Regions from separate parts of the Monodelphis domestica genome. Here region 1 is linked to region 2. A link is a contact called in public Hi-C data. All regions are on one chromosome and are shown on one strand. The core of a region is the stretch at or near the end of the contact, and the rest is flanking DNA. Distances in the headings are between cores, read along the strand shown. Region 1 holds the start of SKIC8 (SKI8 subunit of superkiller complex). Region 2 holds the start of IREB2 (iron responsive element binding protein 2).

Region 1 (2,700 bases), core at 135-2,634, 150 kb after region 2:
CGAGAATAAAGGTGGCTTTTATTACTCCCGCCCCTTAGGCTCTGACTCCACCCCTATCCTTCGGATCTCCCCCCTCACTCCAGATCTTGAATTACTTTTTCCCGTGGAAATAAGAAAACCACCTGGTGATGGGGGGGGGGTGGAGTATGTGTTCGTAGAGGCGAGGGTGTGTGGAATTCCCTTTCCGCGAATACAACAATAAAAACGAAAAAAATGAGGCCACAAAAACTCTCCGTCTCTGCCCATGAGAAAGGCTTGCTGTAGAAAGTGGGTTTTTAGTTGGGACTTGAAGGAAACCAGGAGGCAGAGAGGAAAGGGGAGAGCATTCCGGGTGTGGGAGACAACTAGGGCAAAAGCCTAGCGTCGGGAGATAAGCGTCTGGTCGGAGGAACGGCCAAGAAGCCCATGCCATAGGATGACTGAGTATCTGGAGTATAAACAGGTGTAAGAAGATTGGATAGGGGGAAGCAGTGGTAGGTGATGAAGGGCTTTGAATGTAAAAGAGCATTTTGCGTTTGCTCCCGGAGGCAAAATAGGGAGCCCCTAGTGTTTGCTGAGTAGAAGAGCTACCTGCTCAGATCTGTGCTTTGGGAGAGTCTCTTTGGTGGCTGAGAGGAGCACAGACCAAGTTGGGGGAGACCGGAGGCAGGCAAAGTACTGAACAACAATTGCTACAGTCCAGAAGAGGCTGGACAACTGTAGCAACTTATGAAGACGTTGTTAGAGGAGAGACGGGGCAGATACCAGGGATGTTGCGAGGGTGAAACATATCTCCGAGGTGAAATCGACAGGAGACACTGTAATCAGAGCCAAAAGGCAGAAGTTCAGGGAGACATGGATGCCATCTGTATCTGCCCAGGAGGCTGCTGGAGAGTTTGATTTGCTTGGCTCTACTTAAGATTCTGACCTTTTTCCTTTTCTTTCTTTTTTTGGGGGGGGTAGGGGCAGGAGAGGGGGAAGGTCTAGACCCGCCCCCCGCCCCTTTCTTCCCTCCCCCTCAAAGGTTGAAGAAAAGAATCCGATGTCTGGGAGGGAAAGGGCCCTAAGGATTTGAGTAGTCAGGGACCAATGGGCGTGACCAACGTTAAGGGGCGTGGTCTGAGCGCCTCTCCAATCTTCCCTCCCCTTTAGTTTTCGCCTCTCCGAGTCTACCAAAAGGGACGGGGTCATCTAGCAGTAGGTGTGGCCTGGGACGGGATCTTGCTACAGGGTCGTGGCCTGAAGACCGCTCCCTCCTTTCTTTGACTTCTCTGTGCAGAGCCCCTTTAGGGGAGGGGCACTCCAGCTCCTCGCTATCTAAGAGGCGTGGCCATGGCGTAGGAGGGCGTGGCCTAGCGACTGCCTCATTCTTTCTTCCTGAGTACAGCAGGGGGCGCCCGGACTCCTCAGAGACGCGTGGAGCGCACGCGGCGTCGTGACGTCATCCCAGCCCGCCGCCCTCAGCTCGCGCGTCATAACCCAGCGCCTCTGTCGCTAAGGAAGAAGTTGAGAGGAGGGCGACGGCAAGGGAGGCCCTGGTCGAGCAACGGAGCCCGGAGCCGGTGAGGCAGGGGCGAGGGGACCTCGGGGTGCGACAGAGCGGGCAGATGGGGAAGTGGGGGCCGGAGCAGCGTCCTCCCCTGGAGGCTTCCAGACAGACTCGGAGCCGGGGTCTGGAGGAGAGAAGGGTGGGGATAGGGGGCGCGGCTGAAAGTGGGGGACAGGGTCAGCCTCAAACTCCTTAGTCTGGGGGAGCCTCTTCCTCTTACTTTGTGACAGCTAGGGGGTATCGGGCCACCTCTCGGGATCCTCGGACTCGGAGCAGCTAAGGATCCTTTCAGCCCCAAGTTGCTCCGGCCACCACCTCCTTTCTTCCCCCCCTTTAAAGGGCGGGTGTAGCCATCACTGAAACGAACCCCACGTCCAGCCTATCCCCAGCCTCCGAGAAAAGGCTTCCACTAAGGGCTGCCCCTGATTAAGACCTTATTCTTTCCACAGAACAATCTGCCCTATGTTCATTCATCCCAGCTGTAAGAAATGAGCGTCCAGGTAAGGGACAGGCGAAATTGGGCCACAGTTGAGTGAGGTTCAGGCTGTCAGCAGATAAAAACGAAGCATTCTCTGCCTTTGAGAGCCTGGCGTTCTACCTGAGAAGGGATCATATTTGTGATTTTGGGAATGGGAGCAGGAGGGAATCAGAAGCTTAACGTTGGAGGTGGTGCGTGGACAGAGCTTGGGAAGTGTCTTTTTAGGCATCCGGAGTGGGCTTTGAGTAAGCATGCAGATAATGCCATCAGGTACTTGCAGCTGAGTGTTACTCTTTGAAAGACCGAATAAAGGTGATATAAAAATATAATTTTATAAAATATAAGAGGGGGCATCACAGTGGTGTGGTATTTTGAGAGCCAAGTCGGGAGATGAGAAGTCTTGGGTTCAAATATGGCCCCAGATACTTCCTTGCTGTGTGATCCTGGGCATGTCACTTAACCCCAATTGCCTAGCCTTTACTGCTCCTCTGCCCTGTAACCTACACTTAGTATAGATCCTAAGAGGGCACTTAGTATTCTTTGTAAGACAATACTTAGTATCCATTCTGAGAAGGAAAGCAAGGGTTAAAAAAGTATAGCTATAGACTTTTAGACAGTTAAAGTGAGGAGATAAGATAGAAATACACCAAAAGAAGAGTTCTTCCTCTGGCACCACCTTCTTTGCTCTAGGTAA
Region 2 (2,700 bases), core at 90-2,589:
ATGGACATGAAAATCTATGTTCCAAAGAAAGCTTTAAGGTGGTTTCCCATGTTAGACTGTAAGCTACATGAGGACAGGGACAGTATTTTGTCTCTTTTTTGGTATCCTCAGTGTTTAGCCCAGGGCAGAGCACACAGACGATATTTATCAATTGACATTGATTGAATTTTATAAATGCTTTTTGATTACTGGAAGGAGAGAGATGGATAACTTCCATAGGGTCGCTATTCGACCTGCATTTAATACTGTGCCAGCGCTGAGGTCAGGAGGGCGGACAGGCAAAGGTCTTTGTTCTCGGTGAGTTCCCACTTTGGGGGAGACAACAGGCAAACTCTGGAGAAGAGGATAACGATCATCAGCAGGGCATGGCAAGAGATGATTGCTGGCACAATAGCCTTATCTGATAAAAGGGTTTGCCTCGACTCTAGCTGGGTGGGTGCCCCTGAGAACGCTACTCTGCCCTGGCCCTAGCCTCAGTTTCCCCATCTGTCAGACGGGGCTAACAGAAGTCCCCACCCTTTGCTCTTGGCAGGAGACAAGAGAAAAAAGGAGGCTGCGATCGGAGTGGTCTAAGCCTCAGTCCTGGGAGCCCCCGGCCTGAACATAAAGAGCCACAGCGCCGGGGGCTCCCACCAAGGGTTCCATTACTGCTTGGGGCCCGGCTCCCCTCTCCACTGCAGGCTGAGAAAGGGGTGGGAGCACGGAGGAAGAATGGACCGGGCCTGCGGCCGGATACGCCATCCGAGGGAGGTGGGCAGGAGACCGTCTCTCTCTCCCTCCCTTCCCCTCCCCCGCTCTCCGCAGGGGGTCTCGGGCCGGACGGGACGGGCCCGATGCGGCCTGCGAGGCCCCGGCTCCGAGGAGGCCCCAGCCCGGCTCGCAGAGGGGAGCGCGGCCCGAGCCCGGGGGCGGCTCGAGGCGGGGCCCGTGCCGCGCAGGGACAGGCTGGGCCGAAGGACGCGGGGCCGGGGCCGGGGCCGGGCACGGCGCAGACTGACCTGCACTGGGGGCGTCCATCGCCGGCGACCATATTCTCCCTGAGGGGAGGGGAGGGAAGCAGAGCGGCGCTGGGGGGAGGGGGGATCCCGGAGAGCAGGGGGGAGGGCCGCGCAAACACCGCGAGAGCTGCCGCCACGGCCACAGCCACGGCCACAGCCCCCTCGCGCTCCCCCCCGCACCCGGCTCCCGCGAGACCCTCCGGACGTGGGAACAAAGAAAAAGAAGCAGAAGGGTGAGCAGAAGAGGAAGGGAAAGCTCGCGAGAGGGGCCCAAGGCTAAAATCTCGCGAGCTTTGGGCGCCACCGGGACTAAGCACGCATGCGTTCTTGTGAGGAAGCGTGACTCCAGGAGCGACCCGTAGCGGAGCCCCGCCCCCGTCGCGCCGAGGCGGTGTCCCGGAAGGGCGGGCGAGATGCCAGACTTGCGGTGGCCACTGGGAGGCGTTGCCACCACCTCTCCGCGGAAAAGCCGTGGGCGTTCTGCACTGTTCCGCGTCTTTTTACAGATAGGGAAATAGAGGCCCGTAAGGTCTGGGAATTGGGGCGTCGTTAGCCCCCACTCAGTAGGCGCCTACTGTGTGCCTGCAGGCTGGAGTCCGCATCCTTTAAGTACTTACTGTGTGCGAGGCGGGGTGGGAGTTGGGGGTGGGAGTGGGAGTGAGCGTGAGCGTTGGGGATACTAGTGAAGGCCCAAACCTGAGACGCAGGTCTGATGGGGGCGGGGAAGACACACAAACAGACTGGGGTATGGGAGGGCATCGGAATTTCTTTCCGAAGGAAACGGAGGGCATACTAGGCATGGTCACCTAGGAAAAAGGCTCCCAGGCGGGAGTTGGAGGAGTTTTTCGAGGATCTAAGATGTCCCCATTGAGAATAAGGCAGTAAGGTGTAAGAAGCCTGGTTCCCAAGGTCTTTCAAATCCAGGGGATATTCTTTTCCACCCCGGAGGCAATAGGGACCCAAGGCAGTTTTTCGAGTGAGAACATGACAAGGTGTGTGTGTGTGTGGGGGGGGGGATGTAAAAACTTAAATATACTCTTATTAAAAGTGAAGATGTTGGGGGCAGCTAGGTGGCTTCATGGATTGAAAGACTGGCCTAGAGACAGGAGGTTCTGGGATCAAATGTGACTTCAGAAACTTTCTAGCAGTGTGACCATGGGTAAGTCACTTAATCCCCATTGCCTAGCCTTTGCTACTCTGCCTTGGAACCAATCCACAGTATTGATTCTAAAACAGAAGATGAAGATTTGTTTTAAAAAAACAAACAAACCATGGTACTTGTCAGATAAACACTGTAACAGTCTGAAGTTAGCATCTAAGTTATCAACAAGATTTAGTTTCTTGAAACAGTGTCCTACCTCTTTTCAAAGGTTCACAGCTGAGACAAAATAACAGACTTCTTAGTGTGTTGGGCACGGGCAATGAGAGAGAGCAACAGGAGACTTAAAGAGTTTGAGGAATTTAACAGATACAGGCTAGAAGAGGTGGCAGTTACCTTAGCCAAGTCAGGCTGTGTTTTAGGGATATTCTGGGATAGCTGAGTGGGGGCTGGATTGGAGAAGAGACCAGGAACCTGACAACACCAGCTAGGGGATTTGGGTACCTGCTCCATGTTAGATGAGCTCCAAAGTCCCTTCTGTATTTAATAGTCAGCACAATGGGAAAATATTTGAAGAGAGCTTTCCTGAATCACTTTTCCCTA

Evidence for each region. Hi-C and Micro-C count contacts between places; a contact is called where the count stands out from the background.
Region 1: a Hi-C map of spleen and liver shows a contact between it and region 2, with 9 times the contacts expected there. The contact joins the promoter of SKIC8 here to the promoter of IREB2 in region 2. A contact is called at or near these places in 2 of 2 Hi-C or Micro-C datasets (limb and spleen and liver).

Annotation. Positions count from the first base shown.
Region 1 is chr1:35,798,312-35,801,011 of mMonDom1.pri, forward strand. It overlaps SKIC8 (SKI8 subunit of superkiller complex), which reads left to right and starts at 1,385. Exons shown (of 12, transcript XM_007478009.3): 1 at 1,385-1,541; 2 at 1,978-2,028. The coding sequence starts at 2,017.
Region 2 is chr1:35,645,808-35,648,507 of mMonDom1.pri, forward strand. It overlaps IREB2 (iron responsive element binding protein 2), which reads right to left and starts at 1,340. Exons shown (of 22, transcript XM_007478008.3): 1 at 999-1,340. The coding sequence starts at 1,017.